Linked DNA regions of Mus musculus: regions 1 and 3 are each linked to region 2. A link is a contact called in public Hi-C and promoter capture Hi-C data. All regions are on one chromosome and are shown on one strand. Each heading gives the region's core, a stretch centred on a gene start, on an enhancer-like site or on the middle of the called end of the contact. The rest is flanking DNA. Distances are from core to core; before and after follow the strand shown.

The links. Promoter capture Hi-C pulls out the DNA fragments that hold promoters and counts their contacts. A called contact is a pair of places that touch in the nucleus more often than the background predicts.
Region 1: a contact with region 2 is called in a Hi-C map of embryonic stem cells, with 5 times the contacts expected there. The contact joins the promoter of Snta1 here to the promoter of Bpifb5 in region 2. A contact is called at or near these places in 1 of 39 promoter capture datasets (stem cell-derived epiblast-like cells), 2 of 484 Hi-C or Micro-C datasets (the HL-1 cell line and embryonic stem cells), 2 of 115 datasets of contacts at active chromatin or transcription factors (embryonic stem cells and forebrain) and 1 of 9 other capture datasets (liver).
Region 3: a contact with region 2 is called in a promoter capture Hi-C map of stem cell-derived epiblast-like cells, with 3 times the contacts expected there. The contact joins the promoter of Bpifa2 here to the promoter of Bpifb5 in region 2. A contact is called at or near these places in 2 of 39 promoter capture datasets (stem cell-derived epiblast-like cells and trophoblast stem cells) and 1 of 9 other capture datasets (liver).

Annotation. Positions count from the first base shown.
Region 1 is chr2:154,406,724-154,409,423 of GRCm38.p6, reverse strand. Snta1 (syntrophin, acidic 1) reads left to right here and starts at 1,340. Exons shown (of 8, transcript NM_009228.2): 1 at 1,340-1,744. The coding sequence starts at 1,453.
Region 2 is chr2:154,222,392-154,225,091 of GRCm38.p6, reverse strand. It overlaps Bpifb5 (BPI fold containing family B, member 5), which reads right to left and starts at 1,350. Exons shown (of 15, transcript NM_144890.2): 1 at 1,199-1,350; 2 at 1-154. The coding sequence starts at 1,307. It also overlaps a transcript of Cdk5rap1 not described here.
Region 3 is chr2:154,006,846-154,009,545 of GRCm38.p6, reverse strand. It overlaps Bpifa2 (BPI fold containing family A, member 2), which reads right to left and starts at 1,270. Exons shown (of 9, transcript NM_008953.2): 1 at 1,235-1,270; 2 at 305-433. The coding sequence starts at 425.

The DNA of each region.
Region 1 (2,700 bases), core at 91-2,590, 180 kb before region 2:
AGTTCGATAAGTGCTCCGTGAGTGAAGAGTGAAATTATCTCCTGTTGCTATGCATGCAGGGCAAGGGAGTAGGAGGGATGTGAGCCTGGAAGCCAGAAAGACCCAGGTTAGAAGAGAGGTCTGCTTTTAGTACTCATGTGTCTCAGTTATGCAGGGTTTACCCAAGGCACAAATGATAGCATAGATCAGCCAGCTCATGTGTCATGCAAACACAGAATAAGTGACATACATGTATTGCATATATATATATATATATATATATATATATATATATATATAAAATCATATGTCATTTTATTTATTTTCACTATTTTTGTGTGCATGGGTGTACTTGTTTGCAATGTGAATACAGGTTCCCAAGGAAACTAGTGGTGTCAGATCTCCATGGAGCTGGAGTTACAAGTGGTTGTGAGCTGCCCAATGTGCATGCTGTGAATTTTACTCTGCTCCACTGTAAGAGCAGCCCATGCTCTCTCTCTCTTTCTCTCTCTCTCTTCTGGTTTTTTGAGACAGGGTTTCTCTGTGTAGCCCTGGCTGTCCCGAAACTCACTCTGTAGACCAGGCTGGCCTCAAACTCAGAAATCCGCCTGCCTCTGCCTCCCAAGTGCTGGGATTAAAGGCGTGTACCACCACGCCCGGCTTTTTTTTTTTTTTTTTTTTTTTTCAGCCCATGCTCTTAACCGCTGAGCCTTCTATCTCTTTATGTCTTTTCACTTTTATTTTTATTTTTTAAAGGCAGGGTCTCATGTAGCCTAGACTGGACTCAAACTTGCAGACCCTTCAGCCTCTACCTTCAAGTGATGGGACCAAACCCTCAAAGGAGTGGCATTTCTCCTCCTGGTGGGTGGGTAGGCTTACCTCTTTAGAGGCTGCACCCTTAAGCTGAGTCAGGCCCACAGACTGTTACTGGTACCCTCTCCCCATGGCTCACAAAACGTGAGAAACCATCTTCCTTAGCTCGTTTGCCAGTTAACTCTGTCTGCAAAGTCCCTGGAGCCTATGGTCCTGACACAGGCAGCCCTACCCCAGGATCCTTGATTCTTTTTCTTGTCCTTCAGCTTCCACGAGCTACGGTCCAATCCTCGACGGCGCACAGAACTGGATCCTTGTGTTGCCCCATCCATAGAATCCGGCCCCTTTATGTTCCGCAGAGCGCCCCACCCTCAACCTCCTCTAACTGTGGCCGTGAGGGAACGCGGTTCTGACCCACTCCCAAGTGATCCCGCTGCACATCTTTAGTTTACCGGGTAGCGTCTCTTCAGTCACTCCCGGGGCCCCGCCCCCGTTAGCCCCGCCCCCGACAGCCTGTCCTCCGAAGCTCCGCCCCCGAGGCCGGGGTAGGGTGGCGACTGGCTCTGCTGCCCCGCCGCCCTCTGCCCTGGGCGCTGGGTCGGAGCGGGCCGGGTACGGCGGGACCGGGCGAGCGCAGTGTACTGGGACTTCGAGGCGAAGATGGCGTCAGGCAGGCGCGCTCCGCGCACCGGGTTGCTGGAACTGCGCTGCGGGGCGGGCTCCGGGGCGGGTGGCGAGCGGTGGCAGCGGGTGTTGCTCTCTCTGGCGGAGGACGCGCTGACCGTGAGTCCCGCCGACGGCGAGCCCGGCCCGGAGCCGGAGCCCGCGCAGCTCAACGGCGCCGCTGAGCCCGGCGCGGCGCCCCCACAGCTGCCAGAAGCGCTGCTGCTCCAGCGGCGCCGCGTGACGGTGCGCAAGGCCGACGCCGGCGGGCTGGGCATCAGCATCAAGGGTAGGTGTGGGGCACCCAGGGCACGGGGTCGTGTTGTCTGTGCTGCTGCGGAGCGCTCAGGGGTCATGGGGGCTGGTAAACGAAAACCTGTCTAGGGCGGAAAGGAGTCTCCGGGGGAGGAAGGAACAGAGTGAGGGAAGAGCACCAAGGTCGGAAGGGGCTTGGGGAGTTCAGGTGACTCAGAAGACACAAGTGTGGAAGGATGGGGGGGCGCACCAAGGACATTGGTGCTTAGTTCTGTTTTGAAGCAAAATGGTAGCTATGGGTACCAAGGGCAGGAGGGTCCCCGGGAAGACTGACAGGGGCGGGGGCGGCGGTGAAAGGAAAGGGACTTGAGGCCTGGGACACTGCTAGAACAAGAAGGAGGTGGAAGTCATGAGACACAACCTAGGCAGACTGGTAAAGGCCTGGAGTCTGGGAGCCCAATGTGGGTGCCAGAGATGGGTAGGAGGCACAGGCATTAGCAGAGAAGGGGCCAGTAAGGACCTAGACATCTTGGGCTTCAGAGGCTGTTTGCCTATGCTGGGAGTCCTGATGGCTAGGGTTGAGTCTCCTCATCTGCCCATTTGTACATGAACAGGTACATGGAGAGAGTGAACCCAGAGTTGCCATTCCTTCCTGAGAATTCTTAGTTTCCAAGACTGACAAGTGTTTGGCATGATCTCAATCTCATGTATGCCAGGCTAGACACATGGTCACTATGTAGCAGAGGAGAACACTGAATATAATCTTCCTATTTCCACCTCCAGAGTGTTGGGATTACTGGGCTCTGCTGCTAAAATAGGTTTATGTTGTGCTGGGGATCAAGCCTAGAGCTTTATAGATGCCAAGCAAGCACTTTACCGACTGACTCCTTCCCTAACTCATTTAGGCTGCCATTGGAGTTCTAGAACTGTGAACTTCCACAAGTCACTTCCCATTTCTGAGTCTGTTTTGGTAACTTTACAATGAGGATG
Region 2 (2,700 bases), core at 101-2,600:
AATGACAGATCCAGCCCACTCTTCTTGTCAACGAGCTCCTCTCTGACGAAGGGCAGGGAGTCCATGACAGACACACCCTCACTTGGGGATCCAGTCACAGCCATCCTGATCATACCCTCCAGGACCTGGTTCTCTGATAATAGATTTGAGATGTCTGGGGACAAAAAAAAAAAAAAAAAAAAACTCCTCAGGGTCCATTCAGCCATTCAGCAAATAGCCACTGGCACCTGAACCCAGCTAGAAGATAAGACAGCCATTCAGCAACAAGTTCTTATGAGGAGACCAGAGCTCAGATCGCAATGTATCGCCCAGGCTGGTTTCAAACTCCTGTGCTTAAGTCATTGTCCTGGCTCAGCCTTGCCTTGCCACCTAGCTCAGCCCATAGGTCAGTCTGCTGGGCTTAAGGAACAGCGTGGCTCCTGCTGCTGCTCTGGAGTTGACATGGCAGTCAGGGAGAAAGACAAACTAGAACTCATACCAGTCAGTAAAGTAAGTTTTAGAAGTGTTACAGAGAAACACTTAGACTCTAAGTGTGACTGGGGTGTGGAGGGCCTGCTTTGGACATGAGGGTCTGCTGTAAGGAGGAGGCTTAGGGCAGACACCCCAAGAAGGAGAAAGAACTCAGCTAGACCTAAGTCTAGGGAGAGCAGCAGCCCATGCAAATGCCTCCAAGGTCACAGATCCCCAAGCTGTGACAAGAAGCGCCCCGCAGACAAGCAGCAGGGAGAACAGCAGGCAGGCAGACAGGTTAGCAGGTGTATGTCTGGATAAGGCCATTGAAGAGGTTTTACCAGAGGGCAGTGGGAGCCAGGAGAGACCTGACTGCTACAGGGAGATCAGAGGATGTTTCTGCAGGAGAGGTGGTAAGGACTTTGTCTGCCAAGCCCAGTCAGAGCATTCTACATTGAGAAGGAGAGAAAGGGGGATGGGCCCACACCAGCCAAAGAGGCAGCGTGACCTCTAGTGACCTCTACGTGGTGGGCAGAGGAGGCAAGGGAGACACTGGAGGGTTTGAATGACAGGGTGAGGACTGCTCATGGCAAGAGGGAGGCAAAGCAAGTGTGAGAGCAGAGGAGGGGCAAGGGCAGCTGTGGGCAGCTGGTAAATGGACACCAGAGGGGAAGAAGCCCAGAGCTCTTGTCCACTGCTCTGCCTTCTCCAAAGTCATGCTTCTTCAAGCTCATTCCTTGAGATTCACCTGTTTCCAGCTGGCTATTGTTGATCCGCAGGAAGAGATGAGTGTGGGTTGCCCCTCGGGCTTGGGGCAGCACCCCCCAGCATAACAGCAGTGCCCACAGCAGCAGCATCCCTGCTTCAGAGCCTGCGCCCCGGCTGGCCAGGGGAGTGAGAGCTTAAGTCCTCTCGAGGGGCCCGCAGCCCCGTGACCCCACTCTGTGCCCCGCCCCCATCCTTTGATGTTCTGACATTCCTGCGCGGGGCGGGGCCTGACTCCCTTATGGATCCAGCTCTCTCAGGCCTGTGACACCAGCTTTCTTAAAGGACTACTCGTATACACCAAGCTCTGAAGTGAAGGGTGGGCACATGGTGGGAAGCCAAGGCCCCAGGCCAGAGCTTGGCATGCTCAATTCTTCAGCGGGAGATTTCACTTCTCTTGGCACTTTGCAGCCAGGGGCTTTTGGCCAAAACGGATAGAGCCTGTTACTGAGGCAGGGGTGGGAGGAAAACAAGCTCAGAATGTGGCAATTGGACCCCAAGGAGGAAGTGGGCTGGGCTTGGGCCCTTTTCCTTTGGCATATCTCCACCTCTTGTGTGGAGTACAGAGGCTGCTAAAGATGTGACTGGCATAGATCCCAAGGTGGTAAGGGTGTGTGTGTGTGTGTGTGTGTGTGTGTGTGTGTGTGTGTGTGTGTGTGTGCATGTGTGAGCTGGTGAGGCGCCTGATGAAGCTGGTAATGTCCACCTTGTTCCTGCTGTTCCCATGTCCTTCCTGTGTATGTCACCTAGGCTCTTAAATCATTTCTACTCAGATGTGGTCACCAAAGTTGCAGACAGGTCCTAAAAGAGCTGAGGAATGGAGAACAAGCCGAGTTCGTTTCCTTCTAAGCCTCACTGGGAATACGATAAACCTACCGTGGTTTTGGGGAGATGGTGAAGGTCAGCGGGGCAGCAACTGTGGAGTAGTAAGCACAGGCCTGGTGCACAGGAAGGCTTAGTAAGCCGTTATGATCATGCGCGTTCTATACATAAGGGAGCCGAGACACAAAGGAGTAAGCACCTCCATCAGGGCTGGGTAGCATATCAGAGGATGCCAGAGGATGCCAGAGGAAGCTGGGGTTTGATGCTGGGGCCCAGAAAGGACCCAGAGATTGGCTGGTTCTGCCACAGCAGTTCCATGACAGAGCAGCCTGCCACCTACCTTTATGGAGTCCCTGTCTTGTGGGAACCCAGCACCCCTTGCTCCTGCATGCCCCTGACTATGTGAGCATGGCTCCTTCATTATCGGGTGGTGCAGCCACCAACAGCTGTCCCCAGTTGTCGTGGGATTTTCAACAGAATTTTCTCCTTTCAACTCAGGGTGCAAGCAGGGCAGGTGTTAGCGCCAATTTCCTTTTCTTTTTTGTTTTAAACTTTTTTTTTTCTTTTGAGATTATAATATCATTACATCATCTCTCCCCTTCCTTTCCCATCCTTCCCTCAGGAGTTCCAGTTTTCACCTGGATGCTCAGGCTTGAGAACTGG
Region 3 (2,700 bases), core at 21-2,520, 220 kb after region 2:
TTCTTGTCAACAGCTACTATAATTTAAAATGCAAACCTTTTAAATTTTTGGAATCTCACTTTTAAGAATTTATCCTGTGCCAATATATATTGGCAAGTCTCTTAGGGTAACATCCCAGCACTGTTTTTTTTTTTTTTTCTAAACAGATAGGGGCAACGCAGGAGTTGAATAGCAGCACATTTCTCAGTGTACCACCCACAAAAGACAACACCACCCTCTCCCAGCAGCCTCTGCAATTGCAGGCATGATACTTATTAGAGTTTCTCCTGGGACCAGATAGCTGAAGGAACCTATATTAACTCACCTTCAGAGGGAGGATTCAGAATTTTCAAATTATTCACAGCGCTGCCAAGTTCACCAAGAAGTGACTCTGAGTTCCCAATGAGCAGGCCACACAAGACAACAAGGCTCCCAAGTTGGAACATCTTTGGTTCTGACAAATGGAGAGTCATAGCAGGAAGAAGAAACAAAAACCCACAATTAGTGCCTGCCTCTCTCACGCTTGCCTTTCAACAAGACAGTTGCACTTCTCTTCACAATAGGTAAGAAATGGAGCCAGGGGATATGCCTGCCCTCAGGAGTGGATGAAGTAGGGCCCAGTCTGCAATGGAATTTTATTCAGCCACAATGAAAAATGAAATTGTGGCATTTCAGGAAATGGATGGAACTGGAAGTCATTGTGCTTAGCAGTTAAGAGAGGCAAAATAACCTATTTTCTGTCATCTGCAAATGAGGTTCAAATGTGTGTGTATCTATAACATAATATATTCATGTACATATACATATGCAACACATTCCCTGCCTTGCCTGCTCACTTTCCTAAGCTATAATTCTGTTTAGATGTTTCAGCAAAACTTCACACCTTCTATGAAGCCAGCTTCAGACCCCCTCCCCAGAGAGCACATCTAGGTTCCCCACTGCCTTTCTCCACCAAACTTGGAGCAGCACAGTCCCTAGGGGAAATAGCTATCTCTTCTGTCATTATTGAGCCTACACTCCAGTAGGAAGCCTTTCTCTATACACTAAGACAAGTCATTGATGAATAAAATCTGATCCCTAAACAGAACCCACATGAGTCTAGGTTGTTGTTAGTCTGACACAATGTCATCTATGTCTTCAAATTTGTTAGAGTCAAAACTTTACCAACACAAACAGTGCCTTCCCTCTGCTTCTTGCCCCAAAGCCTCCTGTGGACTCTCAGATGGGAACTCAGTTTAGTGGAGTCACTACTCACTGCTTTGAAGAAGGATGCACACGAGAGAGATCCTTGTTTCTCTGCACGATCTCCTGGGATTCTAGGGTGACTTATATTGTGGTCCCAGGATGAGAATCAAGCCCTATTTCCTGGATGTTCTAAAGATACTCCAAAGAAAATATCTAAGGTTAGCCAAGATATTCCAACCCAAAGGTCACCCAGGATGCTTGGGTGACAGTGATGGACCTTGTGCCAAGTTCAAAGCCCTATGTTGTCAAACTTGAGACTGCCAACAAGGGGTCAGTTCAGTATTGTCTAGAAAGAAGATCCAGAATGAATCAATGGAAGAATGTTCTGTTGGGTTGGCTCGAAGTATTTGCCTAAGCTAGCCCAGTCATTTTTTGAGAACTCATTTAAAAAAAAAAAAGCCAGCAGCTTCTGTTTGTTCAATTGTGGTTCTCAGGTGTCCCAGACCACCCTTCCTATGCACCTGACCCGTGTCCAAGAGCTTCAACCACCTCTGCTGGAGTGAGCCAGCCTCTGTGAGGGGCCAATAATGACATTCCTCACTCTTTCACTGACTCAACCATCTGTATTTTAAACCAGCTTTCTAGATGATTTTGTTTAATGCTGCCCCAAGGCTATTATTTCTCAAAATAGAAAATTCCAGCAATTCTAAAAATAAAAGGAGGGGAAAAGTAGGTTCATGGTCACTGTGCTGAGGAGGGTTAGTCATGAAAACAGCAGGACTGGGGGAATGATTCACATCTGTCCTACCTTGACATTGGCCATGACTGTAGTGTGTCTCTGTGAGCCACATACTACCAATGGATTAGCAGTAGATGACATGTGAATTCACAAGCCAGGATGTCTGTGGTCCAAAGGGAGGAATCGAGTTCCCCTGGTTTCAGAATAAACCATAGAAGCTAGGGGGGAATTATAATCTGAGGTGAAAACTCAGCAACTCCATCTAGGGTGGGGTATTGCTAGATCCAGGTTCCCAAATGATTCCATGTTCTTAATACTGGCTTCATTCTCTGATGAACTTTACCAGATAAAGTAACTGAAAACGTTTTGGTGAAGGGGGTGTGGGGGTGTGTGGAGACCCAACTCCTATGTGGGTAGAGAGGTGGTGCATTGCCATCGGTGAGGAGCTAAAGTAATACTCTGATGGAGGCTCCATTGTCTAGGTAAAATGTATGTGAGCAAGATGTGTCAGCCAACAGGCACTTGCTCCCCTGGAATAAGGACCCATGTTTGTTCTCCAGAGTCCGAGGAAAAGTAGGAGGGGACAACGCCTGATAGTTATCCTCTGACCTCAACGTGTACGCTATCATATGTGCACCTGCACTCACACACGAACAACACACACACACACACACACACACACACACACACACACAAATAAGAAACTGGTAACTCTCAGGTCAACTAGACTGTGGCCTCTGAACAAAGTAGATGTGTCGTCTCCTCAGGATATTGGGAACAGAAGCAGCAGGACTGTG